Linked DNA regions of Mus musculus: regions 2 and 3 are each linked to region 1. Evidence: chromatin contacts called from public HiChIP or PLAC-seq data. All regions are on one chromosome and are shown on one strand. Each heading gives the region's core, a stretch centred on a gene start, on an enhancer-like site or on the middle of the called end of the contact. The rest is flanking DNA. Distances are from core to core; before and after follow the strand shown. Region 1 overlaps Tmem108 (transmembrane protein 108). Region 2 overlaps Tmem108 (transmembrane protein 108). Region 3 overlaps Topbp1 (topoisomerase (DNA) II binding protein 1).

What was found. HiChIP or PLAC-seq counts read pairs in DNA pulled down with a chosen protein or histone mark.
Region 2: a contact with region 1 is called in an H3K27ac HiChIP or PLAC-seq map of heart atrium, with 6 read pairs. The contact joins two enhancer-like sites. A contact is called at or near these places in 4 of 39 promoter capture datasets (the C10 cell line, hippocampal neurons, pre-B cells and 1 more), 1 of 15 datasets of contacts at CTCF or cohesin (large pre-B cells), 18 of 484 Hi-C or Micro-C datasets (CD8 T cells, the HL-1 cell line, embryonic stem cells and 4 more), 5 of 115 datasets of contacts at active chromatin or transcription factors (astrocytes, embryonic basal ganglia, embryonic stem cells and 2 more) and 1 of 9 other capture datasets (embryonic stem cells).
Region 3: an H3K27ac HiChIP or PLAC-seq map of heart atrium shows a contact between it and region 1, with 8 read pairs. The contact joins two enhancer-like sites. A contact is called at or near these places in 2 of 115 datasets of contacts at active chromatin or transcription factors (heart atrium and large pre-B cells) and 2 of 9 other capture datasets (adipose tissue and liver).

Annotation. Positions count from the first base shown.
Region 1 is chr9:103,492,729-103,497,283 of GRCm38.p6, reverse strand. All of the region lies in intron 4 of Tmem108 (transmembrane protein 108), which reads left to right. Gm16252 (a long non-coding RNA gene) reads right to left here. Exons shown (of 7, transcript XR_003948081.1): 4 at 1,389-4,555. Among named protein-coding and RNA genes, the nearest start is that of Bfsp2, 15 kb to the right of the region's middle. Within about 2 kb of position 2,758, at least 46 of the 459 cell types and tissues checked have an H3K27ac peak or open chromatin away from gene starts, as enhancers often do. A contact at or near this core is called in heart atrium, where this site is marked.
Region 2 is chr9:103,687,025-103,691,579 of GRCm38.p6, reverse strand. All of the region lies in intron 2 of Tmem108 (transmembrane protein 108), which reads left to right. Among named protein-coding and RNA genes, the nearest start is that of Gm46129, 32 kb to the left of the region's middle. Within about 2 kb of position 1,774, at least 6 of the 459 cell types and tissues checked have an H3K27ac peak or open chromatin away from gene starts, as enhancers often do. A contact at or near this core is called in heart atrium, where this site is marked.
Region 3 is chr9:103,334,972-103,339,526 of GRCm38.p6, reverse strand. It overlaps Topbp1 (topoisomerase (DNA) II binding protein 1), which reads right to left. Exons shown (of 28, transcript NM_176979.5): 18 at 3,569-3,715; 19 at 3,361-3,463; 20 at 1,155-1,347. Among named protein-coding and RNA genes, the nearest start is that of Cdv3, 29 kb to the left of the region's middle. Within about 2 kb of position 2,441, at least 36 of the 459 cell types and tissues checked have an H3K27ac peak or open chromatin away from gene starts, as enhancers often do. A contact at or near this core is called in heart atrium, where this site is marked.

The DNA of each region.
Region 1 (4,555 bases), core at 1,509-4,008:
CGCTACATCTGTGGCCTCTGATTGGTCACCTGGTTCCCCAGGAGGACAGCATTGCACACGTGCCCACCTGTGCCAAGTGGGGGAACACTTTAGTCACACTAACAGAACCTGTGCTGACATCAGCTCTGTTCACAAACAGGCTTCATATCACCCTATGGGTTCATCTTGGTCTTAAATGAAACCCCAAGGCTTCCTTCCCATGGGGAGGCTGTGAAACCAAGCCAACAACACCCTTCCCTCTTGCCACAGGGAAGGCTTAGGCCCTCAACACAGCCAGCTTTCCACCCATCTCCTCTTTACAAGTATCCCCTCTCACAGCTTGCTGGGGAAAAACAACAACAACAAAACTTGTGTTGAGGCTAGAAGGCTACTCCTACTCCAGGACCCAGTTCAGGGAATGCATAGAGTTGGCCATGGGTCAAAAGCTGACTTTGATGCATAGAGTTATCAATTGATCATTCAGCAGACTTCACTGAGGGAATACACACACACACTTGGTGGGTGAAGCAAGCTCTAACAACTTTACACACACATTTGGTGGATGGAGCAAAGCTCCTACTACCTAAGACAAAAATTGTCTGTGTAAGAAAAGGATTACCTTATAGCCACAAGTTGCATATTCTCCAAAAACAACCACCACAATAACATAATTCTTTAAGAACAGATTCATTACACAAAAGGACATTACAGCAGGATTATTGGCTATGTATTCTTCTTGAAACTCAAACATTTCTCATCTATCTATCTCCCCACAAGTTCATTGAAACCCCAAAGCAATAACTCTTTTGTCATTGATTAGCAAAGTTTAAGCAAGCCAGTCTATAGTAGCAAGTGTTTTCCTATGCTTAGCGGATGACAATTTGTATTTGCCAAGAGACAGATCATCTGTCTTACTATTTTTAAAGTCTTGTTCGGCTAATCATCTATCCTATATTCTTATGCTCATAATAGACTTATTTACTCTTTCTCATAACCCTGTCTTTTCATGGTGCAAACAAAACCTATGGCCGCATCCCTAGATCACAAGATCCAGGAGCTCAGAGCCAGGCTAGAATGAATGTTTTCTTTGATCATTAGCTTGTCCCAAGCCTATTTTTCTCTTCCAAGTACCACTACATGCTTGTGACACAGGAAAGCTTGCTGTGTTCCTTGTCTAACTTATGCAGCCCTCACTACTCTACAAGGAGAAGGCAGGTTCTATTCTTAATTCTAACTTTATTATATCTCTCTGCCATAACTTAACCTTAAACCATCTCCTTAAACATTCTATCAACTACCGTAACTTCCTAAAACTATTTAAATCAAATCAGGAATTCTATGAAATCATTAATCCATTTAAATGATATTTTACAAAAGTTCATCTTCATATTTATGTGCAGGAAACTTACTCAGTAGAGTGGGCTGTCTCTCAAGAAGCAATGACAGCAGACTCTATAGGTAGAGAGGGTCTCCCCACACCCACTCACACCTTGCTAGATTCAGAAAGAACCGCAACATCAAGGAGCAATCCAGAGACAAACCCCCTGGGGCTGTGCCTCTCCTAGGTACATCCATCTCAGCTGTGCATAGTGGACCATAGGCTGTGATCCCTGCTTCTGAAATAGGAAGGAGATTGAAAAAACTTAGCACGTATTAGTAAGCAAATTATTAACAGTCACACGTGAGAAGTAGCTGCTTTCTAATCTCCCATGCGTGTCGCCCTCGATTATAGTTGGGACGCCCTCGATTATAGTTGGGATCCCAGGATTGTCTTATCATTCTGTTCCTACACTTGCTAAAGAAAATAAACACATAAATAGACACACAGTACCGAGGTGTCAGGAGACTCTGGTCATCACCCGCACCGTTGAGTTAGAAAACTGACGTCAGTCAAGGCAGGGCAGACACAGCCTAGAACTACTCCCCAAGGACAAGTCGAAGCTGTAAGAGGAGCCTTCAGGTGCTGGGGGGCAGGGGTAGTACACTCTCTCTAAAGATCTAATTGTGTCCACACTGGCCTTTTATAGCCCAAGGGGACAACAGAGTCCACTTCCTTTATGTTTCTACCTGGGTCCTGACTACCCCCACATCAAATCTGTGTCCTTGGTCACAGACATAGCCCCTATGGGTCATCCTTGGCCATTATACTTAAATATACAGGAAATACTTAAATCAGTATTTAGATCAGTCTGGTCTCGGGACCCTAGGTGTTGTTTGGACTGTTTCCATAGTCCTGCTCCATCTAATGACCAGACCAGCTGGGCTCTCCCAGGTCCGAAGGCTCATGTTTCAACCTTCCCTGCTGTCTGTGTACCCCAGAGCACCTCTGCAGACCTTACAGCAGACTCTCCATCCTCTGCCAGGCAGACAGACTGGTACCAAAGTGCAGGTGTAGAATTTATCACCGCTGGCGAAGGGGCTGGGAGAGAAGCCAGGTTTCAGAGAGCAGCAGAGGCTTGCCCCGTGCTATGCTTTCTCCAGCTCATGATTCCCCTGGTTCTAATGAGGGAGAGAGGAGTATATTGAACTCAAAGCCTGCACAGCAATGGAGGGTCAGCAGCTCACCTGCCTTCCACGTCACAAACCCTCCCAATAGCTGGAAGGGCATCAGTGTACAAGGGCTGAGGAGTGGTTAGTCTCCTGAGCCCTGCCAGATACTTGCTGCCAACTCTGCTTCAGAAGAGAACTAAAATTGACTGGCTCCAGGCCACTAGGAGCGAGGGCCAGGAGCCATGTGGCTGCTGCGCTGGTCTCTGCTGCCACCATCAGGATGCACAGGTCCTGCTGCCTCCTCTTAAGCCTCGGGCCTGCCAGTGGTCATTACTCACCAGTGTGTGCTCTGGGTTTTCACAGAACCATGTGGAGGCTCTGCTGAGCTCCCTTGGCCTGTCTCACACTGTGGGGTGTTTTCTCCCAGCCTCATCTGGGAGAAGATGGAGCTTTAGGGAGGGTTAGATAAGGAAACCAGAGCAGAGACAGATGTGCTGCATCACCAGTGCAAGTTCAGCCTGATAGGACAGAGGAGAGCCACTCCCTGGCCTTGATACTCGCCCCAGAGCAAGGTTTTCTCCAGGCTCTGGACCATTAATTCAATATTCCAAGGGGTGTTTTAGGACCCATAATTCTTAGCTCTGCTCATTGTCCAGTGAATGTTAACCATGAATACAAGCATAAACATGTGCCTGTATATGCAGAGTGTGTGTATGTGTGTGTGTGTGTGTAGGACTTACATGGCTTTTTAATTACCACATAAGAAAACCTGGGTTAATTGCATACACTAGCAAGATTTTGCTGAAAGGACCCAGATATAGCTGTCTCTTGTGAGACTATGCCGGGGCCTAGCAAACACAGAAGTGGATGCTCACAGTCAGCTATTGGATGGATCACAGGGCCCCCAATGGAGGAGCTAGAGAAAGTATCCAAGGAGCTAAAGGGATCTGCAACCCTATAGGTGGAACAACATTATGAACTAACCAGTACCCCGGAGCTCTTGACTCTAGCTGCATATGTATCAAAAGATGGCCTAGTCGGCCATCACTGGAAAGAGAGGCCCATTGGACTTGCAAACTTTATATGCCCCAGTACAGGGGAACGCCAGGGCCAAAAAGTGGGGGTGGGTGGGTGGGAGGGTATGGGGGACTTTTGGGATAGCATTGGAAATGTAAATGAGGAAAATACGTAATTTTAAAAAAAGAAAAAGAAATAAATGATGTGATTATTCAGGAAAAAAAAAAGAAAGAAAACCTGGGTTAGACTGGTTCTTACTATGAAGCAGAAAAAGATTGTCGCAAAAGGAAGTGTAGTTAGGTGGGTAGTCTCTTTGGAATTATGGACCAATGGGAGGAGGTGGTGGGGAGAAGGCAGGACTCTCCTTAAATTGTCACTCTGGCCATGACCCACTCAAGCTAAACTATAGCTATCTCTGGACTGTAAGGTAGTATCCCCCTGCTAGACTTCTAACCCCCACATGCTAAGGTGAGGAGCTGGGCACTAAACCCTCTTAGTTGTGGCCTTATAACCAGGACATAAGAGCTGAAAACTACCCAGTCCCTGTCTTCTGTCAGTTTAATCCTTTATGGAGTGCCCTGAAGTGCTAAAACCAGCTTGTGGAATCAAACACGCCTGCCCACAACCCAGCCCTGGCCGCCCTTGACTGTGAACTTCGCCAGCGGTCCTCCGCTTCCTCTTCTCTGGGATGAGAGAGACGTCTGCTGTGTGAGTTCAGGTCCTTCAAAGGGCAGATGCCAAGATGGAATCAGGCATGCCAGGCAGCTGTACTATAAAATACCACCCAGGGAGAGCTGGAGTGAGCGAGGCAAGCCCTACGCAGCCATGCAGGCCCTGAGACACAGAAGGAGATGGGAGATAAAGGAGGTGGAACAACGTCTGCGTGTTTCTGCTGGGTTGGTGGAAGCCTTGAGCTGTAGAGGGATCCCAAGAGACTGTGCATGCTCTGTCGGCCCTGCGGTAGTCCGTCCTGGGGCAGGTGTCAGGGATGGTGGTAAATCTGAAGGGGCAGCAGGGTTTCGGCAGCGTATCTCCACACACTTGCAATGCTTGCCCCCTAGACCTTTGA
Region 2 (4,555 bases), core at 525-3,024, 200 kb before region 1:
CTCAGTTGTATAGGCTGGCCTTGAACTCACTTTGTAGACCGGGCTGTCCTCAAATCTTCCTGCCTTAACCTTTCTAGTACATAACAGGCCTATGGAACGAGGACCAGCTTTTAATATATGATTTTTGTTGTTGTTTTGCTTTGTTTTTTTAGTTGGTTTTGGCTGGAAGAATAAGTCATGTAAAAGAAAACTGAAGAGCATATTTATTATCAAGTATTTGCATCCTAGTGTTGCCTACATTCTTACGGGGTCAGAAGTCAAAGTTGTTTGGGGACGATCATTTGGGGAGCAGTCAATTTCTGTGGTGGGGAACAACAATGTCTTTGCAACTTCAGAATTACTAAGAGCAGGCAGGATGATACCAATCCACAAATCAGAGGCACGTTTGTAGACTGACTGCCAAACTTGTATTTACTGAGAGAGCATCGTCCAATAAGAACGCCTCCCCTTGAACTCTTCAGATAACGTAGACTTGTATGACTCTGACAAAGATGCCAGAACACAGTGGTTCTAACCTTTTAAACAATGGCTTTCTTATCTAAAGCCCCTGAAATCTCGAGCAGTGCTGGTGAATAAAAACCTAACAAGAGCCTTAAATATGAACCCCAAAGAGCCCATTTCTAAACTTAAATTTAGCTTCAAACGGGACTCAACTTAACATGGAACTGGACTCTGGTATCACACACAGGAGCAGCTGAGTCCAGTCAAGAGAAACGTTCTCCCTTCATCCACACCCCCACTGCTCAGACCTGGAGACCCATCCCGGGTGTCTACTAGAGGGAGAATCCTGCTTTCTAAGTGTGGATCTCTGGAGTTTACACTTTGGGGAGGAAATTCCCATCAAGTTGTGTTAGAACAGGCCTGTCACAGCTATCTGCCTAGTGGCCCCAACTCTCTCCACCCTTGTTCCCAAATACACCCTCATTGTCTTCACTACAGATAAAAGCGTGCCAACCCCCTGTTGCCTCCCCCTCTCTGGGGAGAGCTTCCTCCTTTCCGTTACCTCAGTGTGCTTCAAGGGTCAGTGACCCCCTTAACTTTCTCACTGATTCAGTTCCTACATCTGGTGTTCATTTTTTTTTCTCCCATGAGTGCAACAGTCAAACATTCAAATCCCAGTTTGGTCCCTGATCACAGCCTGTCTTTCACAGTCAATGTGTTGATTTAGGTAGGTATAACCATTGAATACAAATGGTTGCCTCCTCTGCCCCTTGCCTTGGGTTTGTATATTTTAGGCCTTCAGACCTTGCTTTGAACATAGTCAGTCTGTGATCAGACTATCTGAACCTTAAAGGACATCGTTGATCCCTAGACAGGAGGAGTTACAACGTGCTTGCTTCTTGTGGATGGGTAAGTACTGACTTACCCCGCAGCCCTGACAGAATTTTTGACGAGCAGTTTTGCTTGGCTCCCACCCATTTGTCATAGAATATAATATCGACCCTGTTCATCAGTAGGTTATAGAAGACAGAAGCCTGTCATTTCCTGTTCGGTGATGGCCACTTGCCAGGGACAACATCCATCAGAGTGTTAATAAAACTCGTCTTCTTTGTCTTAGAATGTTTCGAAGTGAAAAGTCTCTGACAGAGCTTCTCCAGTCTAGAGAGCAAAGGCCTTGGCCTAGGGTGGGCTCTTGTCCAAGATAATAACCAGTCCTCCCTTGGGAAGGAAGCAAGCTTGGAAATTAAGCGATAAGTCTGGGATGTGTTATCCATTTTAAGTTAACCAGAATAGGAATGCATGTTGCACTTGATTCTCATTACCATCCGAAGGCCAAGCTGCAGGATACAGGATACGTGTCAGAGATAGCCTGGAGACCTTAGAAGCCAGTCCCAACTCCACCCACCACAAGAGTCAGGCGTGACAGCAGGAAAGTTATAGAATTGCTTCAGGCCTGTTTCTTAACAGTTAAATAAGGGCCGGGTGACCCTGGGGTCTTATGGTCATGTTAACTGAAGGCTGGCAAAGTCCAGAATGAGTTTGAATGGAAGAACAGTATTCAGATGGTTCTCTGTTCTCTCCATACAACATTTATTATGCTGTCAATCAGTCAAATTTTTAAAACCTACAGGTTTCCTGAGACCTTTCTCTTCCTTAAGCAGTCAGTAACTCAGCACCAGCCCTATATTTCTCCAGCATAAAGGCTTCCAGTAGCCTCCAAAGGAAAACAAGGTAGTTCTCTCCTGATTTTAAGATCCATGATAGATAGCAAGCCAAGTTTAGTGGTTCATGTCACGAGAGGCTGAGGCAGGAGGATTACCATGAGTTCCGTGTCAGCTAGGACGACGGGCTGAGAACCTGTCCCAAGGAAGAATGAAAGAGCCAGAGGGTGGGGAGGGGTGCTGAGTGGGACGAGGCTGTGGCCTGTAGAAACTCTGCTGCTGTGGTTGTTACGGCTGGAGTGGGGAGGGGCTCCAGCGGCCCCGCTCCTAGCTGAGGAGGTTTTGGTATTGCTTCGAGAGGGAGGGTAGATTTTCTTTAGGAGTTTGGCCACTGGGATGGAGTTCAGACCAGGTTTCCAGGCTCCTTCCTGCCCCACCCTACATCAGTGTGCAATCGGAGAGCTCTAAGTGAACTCAGAGGGAAAATAAATAATAAATAAATATAAAAGGTCACTAGGTTGGGAGAGGGATATAATAGGAGTCCCAGAAGTGAGTTGGAGAAGAAGATGGGGGCCAACTTCATAAGGTGTACTGTATACATGGCTGAAATTTCCGAAGGATAAAAATTAAAAACATAAACAAGTTATATGATAGTAAAGGAGAAAGTTATTAGCTCAAATCAGCTTAACTAAAATTAACAAAGCAAGAGGGGGTTCTGTAGCTGTTCTTGTGGAACTTTCCAGTGTAGACTGGAGCTTTCTCCTTCAGGGCCTCTGGAGTGTCACCCAGAAGGAGGGGTGTGGCTTCCCTGCAGTGGCTTCTTTTATCTGAAATAAACCTTGGGTCTTCATGCTGCTTCTAGTGCAAAACTTGGCCAGGACTCTAAGGAAAGGAAACATGTTGATTGCATGTTATGTGCCAGGCACATAGATATTTTTTATGCAGTGGCCCATTTAATTCTGTAGCCACCCTGTAAGATAAATAGCTGTTATTTCCATCTTAAAGATGAGTCAAAACGCTGAGCGCTTTGCCTAGGGTCACACAGTAAATGGATCAGGATTTCTATTTATGTGTAAAGTCTGGTTACTTTCTGCTAGCACACAGTAGCAGATGACAGTGTAGAGCCCAGTGGCTGTATTGGATCCGACTGAATTCCCGATTGCAAACTGTAGCTGCCGACGGACATGGAAGCAAAGGGTAGGCATAGAGCTGAGTACCTATTGTTGAGAAGCAAAGACAGTCAGCAATTCTTTGAAACAAATGACAACAAAAAGTATTAGAGAAACTGGTTTTGCAAATAACAGGTTAATCACATGTCCATTAATTGACATTGTTGGTCAGTGGCAAAAGGCAAGTGAGGCCTAAATTAAATTTAATTTTCAGTGGTGGCTTTTGCTTCTTTCATAGAACACTCATTTGGGGTTTTGGGCAGCCTTAATATTTTCTGGTTCTAAGTTTCTCCTCCTTTGGGCAGATGAGGGCATATATGTGCATTCAATACCCTTTATTTATGACAAGTCTCTGTTCTCATTATCTAGTGGTTTGTTACAAACCAATCCAACACTTAGGGTCGCAAAGTAGCAGTCATGGCTGTTGGGTTCATGAATCTTGCAGTCTGACTTAGGGCTAAGAGGAACAGCTCACCTCTGCTCTACTAGGATCCTCTGGGCGGGCTGCGCTGCAGGCTTGGTGTGAAGCTAACCCACCCTGTGTGTGCAGCCTGGGCTGGGAGGGCTAGAGTAGCCTAGCTTCCTTGTGATCCCTCTAGAGAAACAGCTTCCGGCAACCCAGCTCCTTCTGCCCTGGTTCAACACTTGATCCTAGAAGAAGAAAGCCAGGCAGGGAGGGACATTATCATCTTTGGTGACCAAAACAGCCAGCATCACTTGTTGCGCTCTGTTCCCTGAGGCCATCACAAAGCCCATTCAGGTTCAGGACAGTGGGAGAAGGTTCCACACCTCGAGAGAGAGCAGTGCAGAGTGTCTGGATAGGCCCTACCCATAACTGTTTTGGGGAAATACAGATTGCCACAGGGAGAAACCAGGCTGCAGGCTGTATTCTGGAGACCAGATGCTATGCTGGGTTTTTCTCTCCCGCCCAAGGGAGCGTATTGGCATGCAAATGGATCTTACTTATCCCACTATAATTTACGCTTTTCAGAAAAGCTAGTCGTCTGCAAACTCTTGGCAATCTGTGTACTGTTGTAACCAAGTGACTTGTAACAAGCCACCAGATTAGGTTCATGAGGTGAAGAGCCAAGGCTTACGTCAAACTTTTTCATCCTTTGTGAGCCACTTCCCACTTAATGTCTTTGGACTGTGGTCAGGGTTCTGATTAGCTACCTCCTATGTTTATGTAGGGGGTTGGGACAGATCACTGATAGTTAAACGGACAGCTTTGCCTAGAAACCTTTCCATTTAAAACAAAAAATAAAGGCGGTTGCTCAGCCTGAA
Region 3 (4,555 bases), core at 1,192-3,691, 160 kb after region 1:
TACACCTCAGAGATTTTTTCTTCTAGTAGAAAAATGCTATTGGTGGGCCCAGTAACCCAACACTTGGTAAACTGAGGTAGAAAAACACCAAGTTTATTTAAAGCCCACCTTGGCTACACAGCAATACAGAGAGAGGTAAAAAAATGCTATTGGTGGGCCCAGTAACCCAACACTTGGTAAACTGAGGTAGAAAAACACCAAGTTTATTTAAAGCCCACCTTGGCTACACAGCAATACAGAGAGAGGGTGAGTGGCGGTACACATGTAATTCCAGCAGTCAGGAGACTGAAGCAGGAGGATTGGGAGTTTAGGGCTAACACTAGTTCCACAGTATTGCAGGCCAGCCTGGGATAAGACCTTGTCTTATAACTATAAAGACAAAGAAAAATACAGTAATTTCAATGAGCTTAAGTTATACTGCATTAAGAACTGTGGCACCTTTCCTAGAACACAGAGGAAAAACGTACACACACTTCAAGTAAGAAATAAAAAGTGAGGAAAGGGTGGAGTGACATCCACAGGCTGTCCTCTGACCTCGACATGGGTGCTATGGCATGCATGTCTTCACGCCCACATATCACACTCAAACACAAGATAATAAAAAAGCTGTTTAAAGTTGAAGTACTCTGTGTCCTCACTGTCTAGTGCTAACACTAAGTGACAGAGAGGACTGACTGCTCCCGGATTTTACGTCAAGTGGAAAAGTGCACCTAAAATCACATACTTCAAAGTAAGAACTCACAACTGCTTGAGCAACAAGACAAAAAACTCAGCAGCAATACACAAAACCCCAGATGACAGTGGGATATAATGCATACTGTTTGAGTTAAACAAAGCGCCAACACAAACCCCTTCACTGGTCTCAATATTCTAATTTCCACTTTATTTAAAATAAAAAAAAGAAAGAAAGAAAAGAAAAGAAAATTAAAGTCCTGTGTGGTGGCACAAACCTTTTATTGCTAGTATTTGGGAGGCAGAAGCAGATGAATCTTTGAGTTCAAGGCCAGCCTGGTATGCAGAGCAAATTCCAGAATTCCAGGACAGCCAGGACTACACAAAGTAACCCTATCTCGAAAAACAAAAACAACAAAAAGAGCCTAACCCACCAACCTAAGTTACCAGGGGCTTTTATGCAAACAACACAGCGCACAAACCTGAGTGCCTCCAGGACTCGGCTTCGTCCGCTCCGCACAGAGCGAGCGCTGTCAGGAGTTGAAGAGGCGCTGTTACAGCTGCTTCTTGACATGCAAGTCTTCTGGGCAGGCGTCTTCACAATGCAGGTGGCTGACATGATCTCTTGCAGCTGCTTCTGGAAGTTCTCTCTCATCTCCAAGGCCTGGGTCAGAGCTAGAAACAGAGTAATCGATATCAATCAAGAAAGATGTGCCCCCCCGTTCCACCTTGCTGGTGTGAAGATAGATCTGATTGTGTGGCCAGGCTGACCTCCCATTGTAATCCCTGCCTCAGTCTCTAGGGTTCTGGGATTACAGGCAAGCATTACCACAGTTACTAACTTCTCTTGTCAATCATATCTTACACTATTTTGTCTAGATCTAGCTGAACAAAGAATTGCCATTTACTGAACATTTATACAGGAATACAAGGCTAAAATGTCACAAAACACAAAGGCGGCCATGAGGACTGTTTCTGAAGCGATGAAGACTCCCTTGGAGGAAAACTTGCTCCTTTGAGGAGCTCCCTGCTCGTGTCTGACCCTTTCTCATGGATGCATACTACAGAGATTCACAGTCATTTGTATGTATAGCTGTCTGTCCATTTGCTTTGGATCTTGCCACATAGCTCATGCTGGCCTTGAATGCCCTCCTGCCTCAGCAGCAAGCCTGGGATTGCTGCTGTAAAGCACTAGCCGAGCTTTCACTAATCCTTGAAAGAACACACCACAACGTCTTTGTCTTTCCTTCCCATTATAGACACTGAAGTAGATACCATGTAGGCATTTTTGAAATAAACAGAATGGAACAGTTAAGTCAGAAAGCAAGTTCTAGTAGGCAGGCTGAATAAGGAGAAGTCAGAGAGTAACACATCTAAGTAAGGTAATCAGCACAGCACTATCTGTAATAGCAAGAAATTCAAAATAACTGCTAGTGACACTGAACAGGAAACAGCAAAATAAAGCAGGACAGAAGCCACACACTACACCAGCAAATAAAACCCAGGACTGGAGCAGCCCCTGTTTCCCAGACACTCTTCTCTGGCTTGAGTGCACACCCTCCTGTGTGTGGTGTGGTATAGTAAGGAGACTCCTTAAGAGTGAGATCTAGTCTAAGGGGGTTGGGTCATTAGCAACACCACCCCAGAAGTAATGCAGTTTTCAGGGGGAACTCAGGCTAGTTTTGTTGTGGGTTGCTATGACAACAGTGAGCCTGGTCTAACTTGCTTGCAGTCTTTCATGTGGTGACACCCACTTGCACTCTTTCCCTTTCTGATAGTGACATGATAGGATGTAGCCAGGTCTTCATCAGAGTCCAAACCAATCAAGCTTGGGCTTTCATTTTCTAAGGCTGTTTGAGCTAAAAATGTACCCTTTACTATATATTTCTCAGCTCCAGCTACACTAAAACATTGCTTTTTTTTCTTTCTTTTTTTTTTTTTGCAAATGGAGAGCTGTAGCAACCATATATTAACAATTGTCCAACTCTTCCAAATGATTCTGTGTGAACCATATCTACACAAAAGCTACAGATAAAAGCTGTATATGCTGACTGGTTGTTCCTCCTCTCTTTCCTTCCAAGGACTTCCGCAATCCCTAAGAAACAACAGTTCTAAAATTAGCTCAATTAACATCCTACAGTGGCTTAGTGTTCAAGTGAAGAGAAGAGTCACACTCCTCTCTCTAGCTCTAAAGTAAAGCTAGCAGTGACTAAGGCAAGTGACAAAGGCATGCATGAAAGTCAAGTTAGGTCAAAAGGCTCTTCTGCTGAACAGTCAAGCTGTGACTGCAAAGAGAAATTCCAAGTGCTCCTGCAGTGGGCACAGCTCCTCATTGATGCGAAGCTGCAGGAGAATGAGCAGCTGACTCAGACTGGAAGAAGACACCTCTCTAGGGTTTTGTGGAGAGAAGTCAGTGTTTGGCTGCAAAGCTGGAAGGCCATCCCAGTTCTTCTATTAGTGGTAAAATACAGCTGGGACTGTAAGTCAAAACAAACGTTGTCAAAAGTAAAAAGTGCACTTGAGTGTGGTGGCGCAGGCCTTTAATCCCAGCACTTGGAAAGAAGAAGGCAGATCTCTGGGTTTGAGGCCAGCCTGGTCTACAGAGTCAGTTCCAGAACCACTCAGAGAAACCCTGTCTTGGGAGGCCATGGCGTGAGAGTAAGGGGTAAAAAGTGACAAGTGTCTTACCTCCTTTACAGTCATCTCTTCCACTCCCATTCAACAGAGGTGACTCTTTGTCATTTGTGCCCATAGTGTTTGTCTCATTTCCTTCTACAGACAGATGATCTGGCTATTCAAAGAGAAAAATGACAACTTCTCAAACGAAGTTCACTGCATAAAGTTTCACAGACATCTACATGCAGCTTGGGAGGGGCTCACTGTCCACACCACCTACCCCATCATCCTTAGATGCAGAAACTGCCAAGGGTGCCCGGCTGTTACAGAGCCGCCCATCTTGCACTGTGTTGATGTCCAAACTCATTTTGGGATTGTAAGTGTGTGGATAAAGAGATTCAGGAAGATGCTTATACTCTTGAGCACACTGAAACACAAGTGTACACTTTAGAAAGAAGTTTACAGGGGCTGGTGAGATGGCTCAGTGGTTAAGAGTGCCGACTGCTCTTCCAAAGGTCCCGAGTTCAAATCCCAGCAACCACATGGTGGCTCACAACCATCCGTAACGAAATCTGATGCCCTCTTCTGGAGTGTCTGAAGACAGCTACAGTGTATTTACATATAAAAAATAAATAAATCTTTGAAAGAAAGAAAGAAAGAAAGAAAGGAAGGAAGGAAGGAAGGAAGGAAGAAGGAAGGAAGGAAGGAAGGAAGGAAATTAATTTACAGTGGAAAACTCTAGCATGTAAATAACCAATTGGGACCCAGGAAATGACTTAGCCAGTAAATGTCCTTGTCCTATTAAGTTGGTGACATGAGTTTAATCACTGAAACCATATTAAAACTGTAAAAAGAGTAAAAGGCCCTCTGAGCACACCTATGCACACACAGTAAATTAAACAAAGTGGAACAAGTTATCCCCACTTTTACAATCTACTGTCTATTAAAGTATAAACTCTAATCCTGCCTCTGCATTTAGCCTCTGTATCAGCCATTCCAGAGAGCACCAAGAAAAGCATGGCTATAGTGTATGAGGATGCTAGCAACTACCCTCAAAAACATCTTTTGTTTTTATATGATTTAAATTAATTTCTATCTATTTATATGGGGGGCAGACCTTGTAGGAGTTGGTTATCTCCTCCCACTGTATGGGTCCCAGGAAATAAATTCAAATAGTCAAGCTTGGTGGTGAGAGCCTTTACCTTCCACACCCTTTCTTTCAGCTTCTCTCTTTCTCAATCTCTCCCTCCCTCTCCCTCTCAGACTT